Linked DNA regions of Sus scrofa: region 2 is linked to region 1. The links are chromatin contacts, called in public Hi-C maps. All regions are on one chromosome and are shown on one strand. Each heading gives the region's core, a stretch centred on a gene start, on an enhancer-like site or on the middle of the called end of the contact. The rest is flanking DNA. Distances are from core to core; before and after follow the strand shown. Region 1 has its middle 9.3 kb from the start of SPATA5L1. Region 2 has its middle 35 kb from the start of GATM.

Region 1 (2,700 bases), core at 141-2,640:
ATGGATTATATTCCATGAGATACTACTTATTAATTGTAATGATTATCATCTACCTTATTAGGATATTATGAAATAATGGAAATTTCTTTTGAAAGCTAGAAAGCTCTATCGGTATGTAACATAAGGCTCTACTAATCAGTAACAGTTATGTTTACAGAGTGCCAGGAACAGTTCTAAGTGTTTTACATATATGATCTTATTTAATCCTCTCAATAACCTTGGGAGGTTGGGATTATTATTTCTAATTTACAGATGAAGGAACTGAGGCACAGAAAGGCTAAGTAACTTCCACAAGGTCACATAGTTAGTAAGTGGTAGAGCTAGGATTCAAAACTAGGTAGTCGGGCTGGCTCCAAAGTTCCTGCTCTGAACCACTACACTGTGTTACACTGCAATCAAATTTGGGTTTACAAACTGGATTCACTAGTTACTCAATAGTTATATGACCTTAAGCAAAGCTTAAAATTCTAAACCTAATTTTCATCATTTTTAAAATGGATAAAATCCCTATCTCATATATTCATTTACTCAACAAATATTTATTAAACTCCTACTGTTTGCTATATGCTAGGCATATTATAATATCATGTTGATTATATTCACATAAAACACTTGGCATACTGCCAGGCACATGGTAAATGGTCGATGTTAATCATTATTTAATTCATAATAATAAGCCAAAAACTTCTCTGATACCTGTTTCTATTACTTGGCTAGAGATTATGTTCTATCATTACCATATAGTCATTTTTCACTGGTCCCCCAATTCTATTTGAAATGTTTTTGTGGCACTGTTCCATAGGATATTGCCTTTCTACCACAGCAAAAACCAACAAAACACAGAAATACAAGTATCTTTCAGGGCTCAACAGAGCAAATGCTTTAAATGGCTACTTTCTGATACATAGCTAAGACTAGACAAGGCATATGCAAAATACGTTTACTACCAGGGAATGTGAAGTACATTTGGTGAATGTGAAGATATGAGGATGATCAAATACAATGCTTTAAGGAAATATCCAACAAGGTCCTCCTGGGAAATAAAATAGCCCTACATTTCATCTCCAGGGACATGTAAAGAACCCAGTAACACCTCTTGGAATCCACATAAGAAGGGCTGGTCTGCTGTGCTCTCCTGAACTGTTCTTTGCAGCTCTAAGGGTCCATCCTGTGCTTGCCTTACCCATGTTCTGTGAGAGTGGGCAGTATTTGCAAAAGACTGAAGAAGAGATTGTTATCTCCCTCGACTACTGATAATCAAACGAGATGATACATACGAAATCACTTTGAAATATTACACACACACACACACACACACACAGAGTGAAGAGTTACACACACGAGTGTTGCAGTCCTGAGCAGAGAATACTCACTGTAGAAGCAGATGTGGAAAGTCCTACTATCTTCCCCATTTCTGAAATTGCTCTCAGCAATGTGACCTCACTTGTCTTCCTGTCTTGACTAGTTCCCCTTCTCATTTCAGTTCCTATTAATAATAGCGATAGCTAACATGTAGTTGAGTGGTGTTTTAAATGCTTTACATGTATTATTTAGTCATCATAACAACTCTATGAGTTACATACTGGGACTATTTCTAACATTCAAGAAAGCTGAGATAGGAGCTCCCGTTGTGGCACAGTGGAAACGAATCGACTTCAGGCAGCAGTCAGCATTTTGCCTCTTTGCCTTTTATTTTTTTGTATTTATTTCATTTTTTACTTTTGTCTTTTGTCTTTTTAGGGCCTCACCCTTGGCATATGGAGGTTTCCAGGCTAGGGGTCTAATCAGAGTTGCAGATGCCGGCCTACACCACAGTCACAGCAACGCCAGATCTAAGCCACATCTGTGAACTATACCACAGCTCAGCGCTGGATCCTTAACCCATGGAGTGAGGCCAGGAATCGAACCCGCCATGTCATGGTTCTTAGTCGGATTCGTTTCCACCACACCACGACAGGAACTCCCTCTTTGCCTTTTATAATTCAGTCAATGAAACAGAGTCATTTTTCCAACTAAAGTCAACTATAATATAAATTTGTTACCCAGAATGAGAAATTCAGAATCTTGCCAACTGGTAATAATTTACGGTATAAACTTTGATTTTTAGCCATTATCTGGGGAAAAGGAGAGTTTAGCAATAACTCTGTATAATATTAACTAAGCCCCACTAGCTTAGCTAGCTTACAACCACAAACATATCTACTCAAGAAATGAGGTTGAATCTCAGCTATTTTTCCTCTGATAACTACTTGACATAACATTCAAGCTGCTACCTGCTCAAGGGTTAGGCACAAAGTTGGCAGAATCAGCTTTATTAATGGCATTATAAACAGGGGTAAGCATTATTTTGAAATGTATGCAAAATATCTTTCTGAGAAACAGGAATGGAGTGGTGGAAAACTAGGACTTGAAAGAGAGCCTGAGATCATGTAGTTTGTAAAGTTAGGACTGTAGAGGTTAAGTGACTTGTCCAAGTGGTTAATGTCATCCAAATAGTTACTGGTTGAGCAGGGGCTGGAATTCAGGTCTCTAGATCAGCAAGCACAGTATTGGTTCCTCAGTACTGCATTTCTGGCTAGAGCTATCTCATACAGGCTGCTGTTATACATACAATGAAGTGAAAGTCTTCTCACAGTCAAGCAACCCTAAGAAAGACACTACATTTCACTCAGGAACCATAATTTTATTGTACAGTCTGCC
Region 2 (2,700 bases), core at 49-2,548, 52 kb after region 1:
CTGTGGCTCTGGCGTAGGCCGGTGGCTACAGCTCCGACTCAACCCCTAGCCTGGGAACCTCCATATGCCGTGGGAGCGGCCCAAGAAATAGCAACAACAAAAAAGACAAAAGACAAAAAAAAAAAAAAAAGAGGTGCCGACATAGAACATACCATATTCCAACTTGCATTATAATTTTTATGTGCAGGTTTTATCTCCTTTCTAAACTTCTCGAGGTCAGAGATAATTTTTAAAAATTAATTCAATTCCTTCTTGCTACCTCGCACTTATATGTCATAGATGTGTAACAGTTACTGAATGAATGAATACTGATTAATGTCATGACATTTTTATTCTGATGACAGCACTGCCACCAGTAGAGTTTCACAAGGTGGGTTTGGCATACTTATGTTTTTCGTAATAACTGCTGATAATTACACTCTGATCATCACCTACAAAATGAATAACATAATTATCAACAATTATTCAAAAGCAGGGGCAAAGAGCCTCTAAGAAAAAAATTCCTAGAAAGGCTCCTTTCTTTACAAACTTCTCCATTTTCCCTGCTCTGGTTATATAACATCGGGGGTGGGGGTGGTAGGGAAAGACAAGAAAAGAGTGATGAATTCATTGGCTGGTTCAAAGAATGAGAAATAGAGTGGAGAAAGAAGAGGGAAAGAAACAAAAATATTTACACTTTCCTCCAAGCCAAGAATTAATGGCCTAAAACCTGCTAACAGGGAGAGGGATCAATCTGAAGCCTTACACACGTCATGCCCTCAAGTGTTTGTCACCTTTCCTTCTCTTCCCAGTAAATATATACACACAAAGCCTTCAGGTCCCTTCTGTTCTCAAGCAGGCACTTAGGCTTGCAGGATTAGTACTTAGTCTTGTAGGATTAGAACTGCAGTGCTCAAAGCTCTAGGATAACAATGGCACATTTTCAGAGAATTTCAGCTTCATTCCAGGATTTAGAGAAATAATTGTTTAAAATGTTTGCCCTTTAAAAGGTTTTGGTGACATGTGTGCAAGTAAAATCAGCAAAATTCTGCTTTTTGATGTCAGTCAAACCTGAGTTTTTCTTGAAAGCCTGCTGTAGATTAGAAAATTTTTATCTGTAGAGGACCACTGAAAACTCTGCCATTTTTTTGTGAAATGGGGGAGAACCTGTTGATAATGGATCTGGAGTCTCTTCAAGTGAAATAAATGCAAGGTTTTGCATGAGGCAAAAACAAATTTTGTGGCTATCTGTGGCCTGCGTGGCTTATACTTTGACCAGAGGAGATAAACTCGGAACATGTGACCTCTCAGTGAGTCCAAGAAGGTTGACATATCTATTGTACACTAATATTTATCCACCTTATGAGTGTCACCTCATAAATCACTGTTACTACTTGGATTACACTCAAAACCACTGGCTCCTGCAAATCAACTCAATTCCCTGATGTAACTGCCCTTAATCAGATGTTCCAGCAGACTGAAATACTTATGGATAAAGTCTATGGTATTCAGGATTTGGCTCAAAATAATACGGGATGGAGAAAGTACCCCAGGGTAAGGTTTCAAACTCAAAGTTGACTTGCTTTTTATTAGCAAGAAAAGAGGACAGAAAACAAAAACCTGGATAGTTTAATTAAACTGTTCATCTTGATGATAAAGTCTCACTCAGTTGCCTTATTTAAGCTTTTTGTTTGTTTGTTTGAAGTCTGAACCATTTCAGATAACAGCTGCAAAGCAAAACTGTTCATTTTTTTCCCCTGCACATCAGTAAAACTGCTATGATAAAAATAAAGATTACGAGTTAGATGGAAATCGTGAGGATTAGAAATTTGAAATTCTTGGTTCATTTAAGCATAGTGAAAGTTACAACTTTAGTAAAACAGAAAACATCATTAGTCATCTTTCTTCAAAAAGTGCCCTGGCAAGAATTCCATGGAAACAGTAAAAAAGGCTGACCAGATTCGAGAACAGATCTTATGACATGGTTACTCTGCCTGTAAACAGGATGATGCAACTCTCAGGACTGTTTATCACAGAAACCTGAAAATACTGCACCATAACTTTCTCTCCAGCAGCACCCTAAGAATATTTCCTCAGATAATGTGAGAAAAAGAATGTGTGTGTGTATATATATATATATACATATATATGTATATATATGTACAAATGGGTCACAATGCTGTATAGCAGAAATTGACAGAACATTGCAAATAAACTATAATAAAAAAATTTTTTTTGGAGTTCCTGTCGTGGAGCAGCGGTTAACGAATCCGACTAGGAACCATGAGGTTGCGGGTTCGGTCCCTGCCCTTGCTCAGTGGGTTAACGATCCAGCGTTGCCGTGAGCTGTGGTGTAGGTTGCAGACGCGGCTCGGATCCCGCGTTGCTGTGGCTCTGGTGTAGGCCGGTGGCTACAGCTCCGATTCGATCCCTAGCCTGGGAACCTCCATATGCTGCGGGAGCATATGGAGAAAGAAACAGCAACAACAACAACAACAAAAAAAAAAAAAAGAAAAAAAAAATTTTTTTTACTATTTCCTTAGCATTCAGCATTTACCATCTTATAGCCCATAAAGTAATGAAAAACTGTTTGCCTCTTTTTTTGGGGGGGGGGCAATAATAGACACTGAGACTTCAAAATAGAGAAGAGAAATTGCCAAGATGATAAATCTAAGATTGCTGTCAGCTGTCTGAGACAAGCAGAACCTTTCTTTTTTCCCA

What was found. A called contact is a pair of places that touch in the nucleus more often than the background predicts.
Region 2: a Hi-C map of liver shows a contact between it and region 1, with 2.3 times the contacts expected there. The contact joins two enhancer-like sites. A contact is called at or near these places in 1 of 5 promoter capture datasets (liver), 8 of 47 Hi-C or Micro-C datasets (adipocytes, embryonic fibroblasts, liver and 3 more) and 1 of 2 datasets of contacts at active chromatin or transcription factors (alveolar macrophages).

Annotation. Positions count from the first base shown.
Region 1 is chr1:126,343,116-126,345,815 of Sscrofa11.1, forward strand. No RefSeq gene overlaps it. Among named protein-coding and RNA genes, the nearest start is that of SPATA5L1, 9.3 kb to the left of the region's middle. Within about 2 kb of position 1,391, at least 7 of the 83 cell types and tissues checked have an H3K27ac peak or open chromatin away from gene starts, as enhancers often do. A contact at or near this core is called in liver, where this site is marked.
Region 2 is chr1:126,395,678-126,398,377 of Sscrofa11.1, forward strand. No RefSeq gene overlaps it. Among named protein-coding and RNA genes, the nearest start is that of GATM, 35 kb to the left of the region's middle. Within about 2 kb of position 1,299, at least 7 of the 83 cell types and tissues checked have an H3K27ac peak or open chromatin away from gene starts, as enhancers often do. A contact at or near this core is called in liver, where this site is marked.